Regions from separate parts of the Zea mays genome. Here region 1 is linked to region 2. A link is a contact called in public Hi-C data. All regions are on one chromosome and are shown on one strand. Each heading gives the region's core, a stretch centred on a gene start, on an enhancer-like site or on the middle of the called end of the contact. The rest is flanking DNA. Distances are from core to core; before and after follow the strand shown. Region 1 holds the start of LOC100284784. Region 2 holds the start of LOC100275076.

Region 1 (4,809 bases), core at 115-2,614, 190 kb after region 2:
GTGGTCTCTGTAAGTAGAAGTGTCAGCAAAATCAGACAAATGTTCTGTTAAAAACATCAGTGTCTCAGACTGGTATTAGCATAGCAACAAAAGTGGCTTAATAGATGTTCAGAATTGAGCGACACTACAGTCAAAGATGCACAACACTTGACACTAGCTTGTACACAGTAAAATTCTTCTCTGGTACACCGTACACATCAGGAGACGAAACAAAACTCCTGCGCTCTCTTATTTAACCAAGATCAGGGACTATGAGGTAATCCTCGTCGTCGGTGACCTCGATCCGGGCCTTCTTGCTCTGGCGAACCCCAGCGCCGCCGCCGGCGGCGGCTTTGGCCGGCCTGTAGTACGCCGCGTCGTTCGCCGCCTGGTATCCGAAAAGCTCCGGCACCTCCGCCAACGTCCTGCTGGCTTTGGGCGCCTGCTCGTGGAAGAGGTCGATGTCGGCGAACCACTCCAGCTCCTTGAACCCGAGCGTCGGCTCCTTGTGCAGCTGCAAAACACATAAAACAGAGCAAGAACGTGAGACGGGATCCGGTGGGTGCACGCGGACATGGACCGGAGCTTGCGCTATCGTCTTGCCTTGTCGCTGGACTCGTAGTCGGAGAACTGCAGGAGCTCGTCGACGGCCCAGCCCTGCGGCAGGAACTGCGGCGGCGAGGGCACCTGCTGCACCGCGGCGGAGACGGCGGCGTGCGGTGGCTCGATGGTGGCCTTGGGCGGGGCGTGGTGGTCGGAGTCGTGGGCGTCGCAGGCGTCGCTGCAGGCGGAAGCCGAGGCGAGGCCGACGCGGATGCCGGTGGCCAGGTAGCGCTGGTGGTTCCCGGAGAGCGTGCCCGGGACGTGGATGGGCTCGTCGCAGTCCTGGCAGAAGAGCGCCCGGTCCTCCACGCAGAAGATGAACGCCGCTTTCTCCTGCGACCGCGAAGCAAGGTTAGCTTGCTTGCGCCGTACGTCGTGCGTGTAGCGCATCTGCGCATGCCGCCGCCGCATGCGCTGGTTAGCTAAATACTAGCTAGTGCGTGACGACGTACGTACCTGGCAGACGTCGCAGCGCGGGAGCTTGGCGGAGAGCGCCTCGAGCGGGAGGCGCTGGTGCTTGCTCGCGAGCTTGTTGGCGGCGTGGATCTCGACGTCGCAGCGCGCGCACAGCGCGGCCTCGTCGGCGCAGCACACCACCGTGGCAGCCGCGCCCTCGCACGCGTCGCACTGGATCTTCATGGCCGCTCCACTTCTCGGTCTCTACTCCCAGCTCGCCAACACCCAGCCAACAACAACCAGGGAGGCGAGAACGAAGAGGATAACGCCACTGATGACTGTGGTGGAGGAAGAAGTGGACGGCAAGGGAGGGGAGGCCGGGAGGGGAGATCCAGCGGGGGCGAGTGGTGCATATAAGTCGCCTGCGCGAGCACGCAACTCGAGCAATCAGTGAGCTGCCGGGCGAGCTTGTGGTGGAGGACTCGCCGGGGAGACTTGTGGCCAGGGGCTCCCGGTTCGTCTCCCTCTGTGTACTGTAGCTACGCCGGGAGCATGCTTGGACGCGCTGATTTTGATCTGATGTGATCTGCTGACTCGGCGGGACGGGATCACAACCGTACTAGTGTTATTTTTTAACGAAAAAAAAAATCTCAAACAACCCATGGCCGTAGGAGCTTTGCTCTCAGTTCTCTGCCATGTGCCCTAATTGTGCATATAGTCTGCAGTACTGGATTCTTTTTTTAAGAAACTGGTTAGCGTAATCAAGATGTGTATCTGCTAGATCACTTTTAAAATTTGCTGTAACATACTCTTTTCCCTTTTAAGGAAAAAAAGTACATCGCGGCTATAGTACTGCCATACTGCCATGCGGCATGTGTTATTATTAAATCAATGCTATTATTAAATTAATGCGTAGCATGCGTGACCGTGCTGTGCATTTCTGATTTCTTGTCCTCTGAACCGTTCTCGAATATTTGAACTAAATCATGATAAATATTTCTGCTGCTGATGCTGTCATATGCCGATATGCGTGATCGTGTATTTCTTTATCTTCTCTCCGTACGTATCACTCAACTATTCCTCAGCTGTTCGTGAACTTGCATTTGTTTCTTAGCAGATATTCATTAGTTTAGACAACAAAACACCCCTGTCAACGTGAGAAAAAAGAGCTCAGTGGGCAGTGGCCCAGTCGTTCCGCTCGGGAAAGGCCATGAGCACATCGCCAATCGCCATTCTTCAATGCCAAGTTGCTCTTAGCTTGTGGATGGAATTTTTTCGCGAGGATCCGCTGGAGATGTTAATTCGGTAGTAGTAAAGGCCGGCAATGTGCCACATCGTCGCTGTGCATATTTTATTGCCACATCAGTGGCTCACTTAGGTTATTTCTAGTGCGTTATATCATCAAAGGATACTGTATCTCTCTCGTTATTAATTTAATGCCACATCGACTATAAAACTATTTATGTACGATACTGTCTATTAACTGATATTTGGTTTACGGAAATGGTAACCGATAACGATAAACCATATTTATTTAAGTCCAATCGTAATCAGATATCACACTAGAAATCGATGACGTCCTATTCAATCTTGTTCCCGCTAGTAATCGAGTGTGAATTATTACCGTTGCCATTTACATTGCATTTTGTGAACCAAACGATATTTCAAAACAAGTATGTTTATAGAGGAGGATACATGGTAGATGGTACGTACAAACACATTGTATTCCTGTTCCATAGAGATAGATGACATATTGTTAGGCTGTCAGCAATCTTAACTACCTCCTATTTCAAACTCAACTTTGTGAGCAGGGCAATTGGGCACAAAATGTTTTGCACGATTATAATATATGGTATGTTGAGCACAGTCTTACTATACTACGCTCCCAAAATTTAGGTTGTGGATTCTCCCTGAACCAAGTCTTCATATTGAATAGATATATATGTTAGGGATAGGAGTAAGTAGGATAGTTAGGTTGGCATCAAATAAATACATTATGAAAATATATGTCGTGACATATCTAATTATATTAATTGCTTGTCGTAAATATTAAATTTTATAAATGTAATTTAATTTAAAATAATTTGACTTAGGACAAGTCTAAAGGTTAGTTTATCATAGGACAAAGATAATACGTGCACTTATGGATAAGAAATATTTACATACAAAACAGATCTTAACTCTGAATTTCTCTTACAGTATATTTACCGATTTTTAACCTTTTTTGAAAAGTATACACATTTAGACATTTGGAGGTTTTATTTTTATTCTTCGGACCCTAGCCTTGGTGTCGAGTTGTGCGACTCGGAGCTACCGTGGAGGTTTGTGTTGACCTAGCATCAATCTCGACCTGTGGATCTTAACATCGAGCTTGGTGTCAGGGATCTTTGTGCCAAGGTTCGTGACAAAGCCTCCACCTCAAGCCATCATACTTCTACTGCACAACCATGTCTTTCTAGAGGTCCAACACATTTAGAGTGGCAGAATGGCATTAGCTACTAAGTGACTACGACTTTAAGACAATGTTGTGTGTCTAAACGGTTCGACTTCATTGAGCCAACTATGATTGTAGGTTCTTCAATTACATAGGTATGCATATATTTTATATTCTAGACTTGGCGTTGGCGTTATGGGTTAAATCGCTGAGATAACATGTCGCGATGCCATAACTCAGTGTGGGTCTGTGGCTAGCTATATGGCTTGGAGCCAGCATGGATACATCATGCCGGACTTTGGCGTCCGATGTCGAGCTCCTTGACAAGGGGGCCATGCGACATTTGTTCCCCCTCTCTTTCTCTCCATTGTTTAATAAGGTTAGAGCATCTCCAAGAGACACTCCATTTTCGACTCTCTATATGACACTCTATTTAACTCTTCATAAAGATTACATTCTATATGTAGCATCTCACTCCAACAGACTCTCTATTTAGTTTGGCTAGTCAGCGGCTAGCCAAATTTGGCTAGAGAGGGAGCCAATTTGAAGAGGCGGATAGCTTGGCAAGTTGGATGACTAGTCTATTGGAGAGTTATTTTGCTATTGAGTAGCCAAAATTTGGCTTGCTGAGCCATTTGACTAATCTCTTGGAGATGCTCAGATTTAGGATTTGATCGAAAAAAAGTTTGTGACACCAAACTTAATCTATAATTTTGATTTAAGAAACAAGGAAAGGAGCGCGTTGTCATCTTCCGTATGAAAAAAATCATTGAACGTCCTTTCATGCATCAATCATGACTAGGTGCATGCCCGTGCGTTGCTACGGAGTCAACATATAATAGTAAGATACGTTGAAATGCAGAAGCATTATGATAAAATACATTGATATGCAAAAACACTAATTGTTATTCTACACTTTTGTTGGCATCACTAAAAGTGGATGTTTACATACACACTAAGAGTGGATGTTTACATACATTAAAAGATATAGTTAGGTATGTAAACATCTACTATTAGTGATGCCAACAGAAGTGCATACTAACAATTAGTATTTTGTATATAAATATTTTTATCATATTGATTTCATAATAATGCACCGTCATATACATATACCTAGTAGATGGAATAATAGATGGAATAAGGATGGAAGAATCAATAAAAACCAATTAATGTTTTGTATATCAATGTATTTTATCATATTGATTTCGTGATAACGCACCGACATATACCTAGTAGATGGAATAAGGATGGAAGAATCAATAAAACATTGAACACAATTCACGGGTACAAACTTAACTCATTCCACACAAGTCATTAAAATAGTATGAGCTTTCTTCCAGTTGCCACACTGAATAAATTTATTTCCTGAAACTTACATGACAGAAACATAGAATGAC
Region 2 (4,828 bases), core at 972-3,471:
TACTTTCTTATAGTAAGCAAGTGTTATGAGAGTAATGACTACCTGACAAACATAGCTTTGTCAAAACTATAAGGTACTGGGGCAACCAAACAAGATCAAGCTTGTCAGTAGATAACACAATATAAACTTCTGTGATAGTAGTTACCCGTTACTACCAGAAAGCTGGGTGATTAATCATTTTAGGGCTTGTTCGGTTAGCTCTCAATCCATGTGGATTGAGCGGGATTGGATTGGTTTGAATCCCAAACAAGTCAAACTTCTTCTCAATTTTTTCCAATCCCATCCAATCCATGTGTATTGGGAATAACCGAACAAGCCCTTACTGGTTTACCCCATGATTCCAGCTGACCAGTAACAACTGTATCAGTTAATAAGGAGAACTACACAATCAAGTAACATATACTTTCCCCACTCTAAAATCTCATTCTTAATAATAACAAGTTCTGTTTGCTTAATCATGAGCTTGCATAGGACTGTGGTGGTCATAAGAAATGGGGCCATGATTTTGTAAATAAATCCCTAATACATTAGACAACTGTGAAAAAGTACTGTTTGAATGTGTGATATTGGGCCACATACCATAGATGGATACATTAGAGAATCAAATACTGTATCTGGCCAACCACACAAGGCTGAGTTTACTGCCGCCACTTTCTTCTTGACACCTAAATAACATGAATAATTAGCCATACACCACACACGTGCACGCTCGCACACACATATTTAAGAACCAAGAAGAACAATCATACGTTTGTCTAGCAGATCCTTATCCAACTTTTGAGAATTATTTTGTGTTGAGTGAAATCCCTCCACCCCATCCTTAGCCCACTCATGGCACATTTTGATCTCTTCATCAACTAAAATTTTCATTGGGTTCTTAAGAGCTTTTGACCTCTGTTCCTGGGTGGACTTCTCTTTCAGGATGGGCTTGTCCTTCAAAGCATTGCCTTTAATAGTGTTGGCCACATTACTACGAGGCTTCTGCTGGGACTTCTCTTTCAGGGTGGAAGTGTCCTTCAAACCAGTGCCTTTAGAGAAGTTGGACAAATCCTTAAGAGCTCTCCTCCCTTGATTGCCAGGATTCTCGGATGGCTTCAGCCCTTTGGCCCTTGGTCCATCGGCCCTCTTACCTGAACATACAGATAAAAAAATGTATCTATTTCAGGAAAATTCCTTTTCACAAATTAGTTTTTGACAAAAAATGCAATCTCACCTCTATTTATCTGTTGGTTCTCGTCAACCAAAATAGACGCTGGAGTTGATAAGGCCATGATGGAACAAAAAGCTTCTTTTCTACCTTGAAAGCCTGGGTAATATCCAATTGACTGTAAAGAGAAACTAATCAGAACATAGAAACAATAAATGGTGACTTCTATACGGTATTTCTGTTGTACATAAACTGAACAAGATCTGAAATAAGCTCTGGGGGTGCTAATTTAATATGGATTCGACGTATCACCAAACGGCAAACATGCAAAACTGGATCATAATTCAGAAGTACATAACCAGGGGAACAAGCACCGTAGAGGAGACGGTGCCTAGATTGGTGATGTAACTGCACAACCTTTCTTTGCGCACCTGTATGATATCACTTTCAATTTAGATGGCATAAACGGAAGCACCACTAAATTAGTGAACCCAATAAATAACATCAAAACGCACATATTCTATATTAGTCAACCAAGATCTAACTGGGATTTTACATAAGCATCCGATCTGCTTCTGCCAAAAAATTAACAACGAAAGAATTTTCGAATCGCTCGCTCCCCTAACTGATGGATTATGAACCCCACTGAGACCTTGGGCGCGTGCTCAAAACGTGTGGCCACACGGAGGGCTAACTCGGAACAGCGAATAAATCCACATACGCCGATACGCGGCATCCCAGGAATGGCCGCAACTGGACCAAACGGGCTCAAGTACCGTAGGAACGTCACGGTTTCGCTTCAGTCGTTCACGTCACAGCGAATGCGGGCAAAAAAAAAGCGAGGGGTGGAAAGAGCGCTAGGGTTTACCAGCACAGGAGAAATCAGGTCGATCCCCACTAGCGGGTCCAGCAGCAAGGAGAACGAGGACGCGGGGAGGAACACGCGAGTCGGCGGCGCCGGTTGAACGGGACGAGGAAGGGTTTCTCTCTTGCCAACAATTCGGTGTGCGCGCTAGTTGCAGGAAGACTCGCAAGTCGCAACTGGAGAGTGAACAGTGGAGACGGGCGGAAAAGCTGTTCAGAAGGGAGGAGAAGGGGAGCGCTCCTGCGCTGCACAACGGTCGGATTTTGGATCGGGTCGGCAGCGTGGGGCGCTAGTCGTACTCGCTAGATGCCGGAAAATCCCGTTGGATTTCATTACTTTTTTTTCTTTTCTTTCAACTTTTGGGCCGTTTATGGACTGTACACACTCCCCGCTGAGCCCAGTTTTGAGGCCGGCCCAAGTCAGCACGCCATAAACCCTAATCAGGATGCGTAGCTCCACCTCGCCCGCGCCGCCGGTCTCTGTTCGCCGTATTTGAGATTATTATTTCTCCGTTGCCATTAGTTTTTTGCGCTTTATTATCAGCTGTGAGATAGTGCTTCTTTCATTTTAAAATAATCCTAGCACAGAATAAATTAAATTTTAAGATAGCAGAACCGATATTCCATGGGGTTGGTGATGTTGCACCGTTTAAGGGCATGTTCGTTTTGCTCTTAATCTATATGGACTGAGTGAAATTGAATGAGTTTTAATCCCGAACAAATCAAAAAAATTTATAATCTTTTTCAATCTCATCAAATCCATATGGGATAGGAATAACCGAACAAACCCAAATGTAATTCATCTAAAATATAATTTGTTTTAAACTAATTATATATTTATTAAATAACATATAAATATAATTTACATATATATCTATTTTGGGACGGAGAGAGTAAGACCATGTTTGGGAGAGCTTCACTTCAAGAATTTTAATTTCGTTCTAACTTCTTCAACCCAAACACGTCCAGCTCCACGAGCTTTAGTTTTAAAAAAAATGAAACTAGAGCCCCGTTTCATGAAATTCATGAAGCTCCTTACAGGGTGCTTGAAAAACACTGTTTTTATATCTCCTCATGAAGCTGTACGAAAATTACCCACCATGCCACTGGTTACGCAACATACAACTTCCATTCTCTCTGGCGACAACACACTAATCATCAAGGATAATCAAGGAAACCCACACAAATCAATTGTACTATAGAAGTTGGAGTCCATACACAAACCAAACGCTCCTAGAACTCACCTTAACAATTTGCTGGAGCTGTTTTATAGTGAAACTGGAAAATCAAAGCTGAAGTTTTTGAAGCAAAGCTCTCTCAAACAGGCCCTAAGTTTTAAAATCAACCTAACCTTCCTCTTATTGAATGGCATTCACGAACATTGGCATTAAAGTTGAGAAGTTTTTTTCTATGATATCGATCCCAATTATTGGTAACAGTAACTTTGCAGCAGTGACTGTGATTGATACCATTTGGATCTTTGGAATTGGATTTCATTCTAATAATAGTGTTTTAGGTAAAGATCAATTAAGCTAATATAGTTTTATGTAAAATATATTAGTATATTATTATTAGCGATAAGATTATTAAAACAACGAAACATTAAAACCTTTATGGGTGGAGTTTTGACTTTTTAACATTTTAAATAAAGTTTAAACGTAGTTTTTTAAACGATATAGGGAAATCTCAATATATTATAATTTCAGACAATCATTTCACCTCTAATCTACTATGCAATAATGGAATCCATATGCAGTCAGCTTACCAGATTGTCTAATACACTCTGGATTAATGGAATGCATATACAATCAGGATTACCACTTACCAGATTGTCCAGGCCAAGACAAGAGCCAACAGTCAGTTTGTGCAGACTGCAGAGGAGATTGGACGTCGGGGGGCAGAGGAGCCAGCAAAGGAGTAGAGGACCACACTAGGGATGGCAGTTGGACCTGCGGTATGGATACCCACAGGTTTCGTACTCGATGGATATGGATATGGGTACAGAGTCTTATCGGGTCGGATACCCGAAGAATATCGGGTAGGGTATGAATATTATATTTTACCCGTGGGTATCTAGTGGATACCCGAGATATAAATTTAACAATTATATAGACAATATTCAAAATGAGGCCCATGAAATTGAAGCCCAAAAAACCCTAAACTCCCATGGCCACACGCCCAGCGCCAACACTAGTCCCATCCGCCGCCGACCGCCCATCCCCACACCCAGTCTCCCTCCCACACGTGTCACACCCAGTTTTAGAAGGCAAACCGAATGCGAACCATGTACATGCCAGGATCAGCAATTCACGTACACAACAGTTCCATAACATGGACATCATCACACAGTGCTCAAATCATAATATAAAAGGGAAATAATAGTCGATTACATCATATGTCTGAGACATCCACATAGTCTTTATAATAATCAAAGTGCGGAAAAGAAACGTAGATAAACGCGGCCTTCATAGGCAGCCGACTGGGGGTTGCCGCTAACCCACGCCTAGAACTCATCATAATCTTGGAACTCCTGAAAGTCTCCTTCCACGGCTTCATCTTCTCCTGAGCAGTGGTTGCAATGCTGACAACCTGGGGATGGGGGGGTTTGGTGTGTAGAGCAAGGGTGAGTACACATCAACATACTCAGTAAGTGTCCTATTTGGCTACAGTGGACTAGCTTTATGTCAGGGTAAGGCAAGCAGTTGCTTTTAGTTGGTCAGATTATTATTACTAGTAGAGAAAGCCAAGTTTTAGAATTAACCCACGTTATTAACCCAAGCGTACTTCTTTCCAAACGGAAAGAGTACCACTTACCAT

Evidence for each region. Hi-C and Micro-C count contacts between places; a contact is called where the count stands out from the background.
Region 1: a contact with region 2 is called in a Hi-C map of endosperm, with 3 times the contacts expected there. The contact joins the promoter of LOC100284784 here to the promoter of LOC100275076 in region 2. A contact is called at or near these places in 4 of 25 Hi-C or Micro-C datasets (ear, endosperm, leaf and 1 more).

What each region holds. Positions count from the first base shown.
Region 1 is chr5:186,158,277-186,163,085 of Zm-B73-REFERENCE-NAM-5.0, forward strand. It overlaps LOC100284784, which reads right to left and starts at 1,365. Exons shown (of 3, transcript NM_001157679.2): 1 at 1,039-1,365; 2 at 583-915; 3 at 76-493. The coding sequence starts at 1,221. The coding sequence ends at 233. It overlaps LOC103627393 (a long non-coding RNA gene), which reads right to left. Exons shown (of 4, transcript XR_553586.3): 4 at 4,646-4,809.
Region 2 is chr5:185,967,112-185,971,939 of Zm-B73-REFERENCE-NAM-5.0, forward strand. It overlaps LOC100275076, which reads right to left and starts at 2,222. Exons shown (of 6, transcript NM_001149264.1): 1 at 2,016-2,222; 2 at 1,214-1,306; 3 at 750-1,130; 4 at 580-665. The coding sequence starts at 1,271.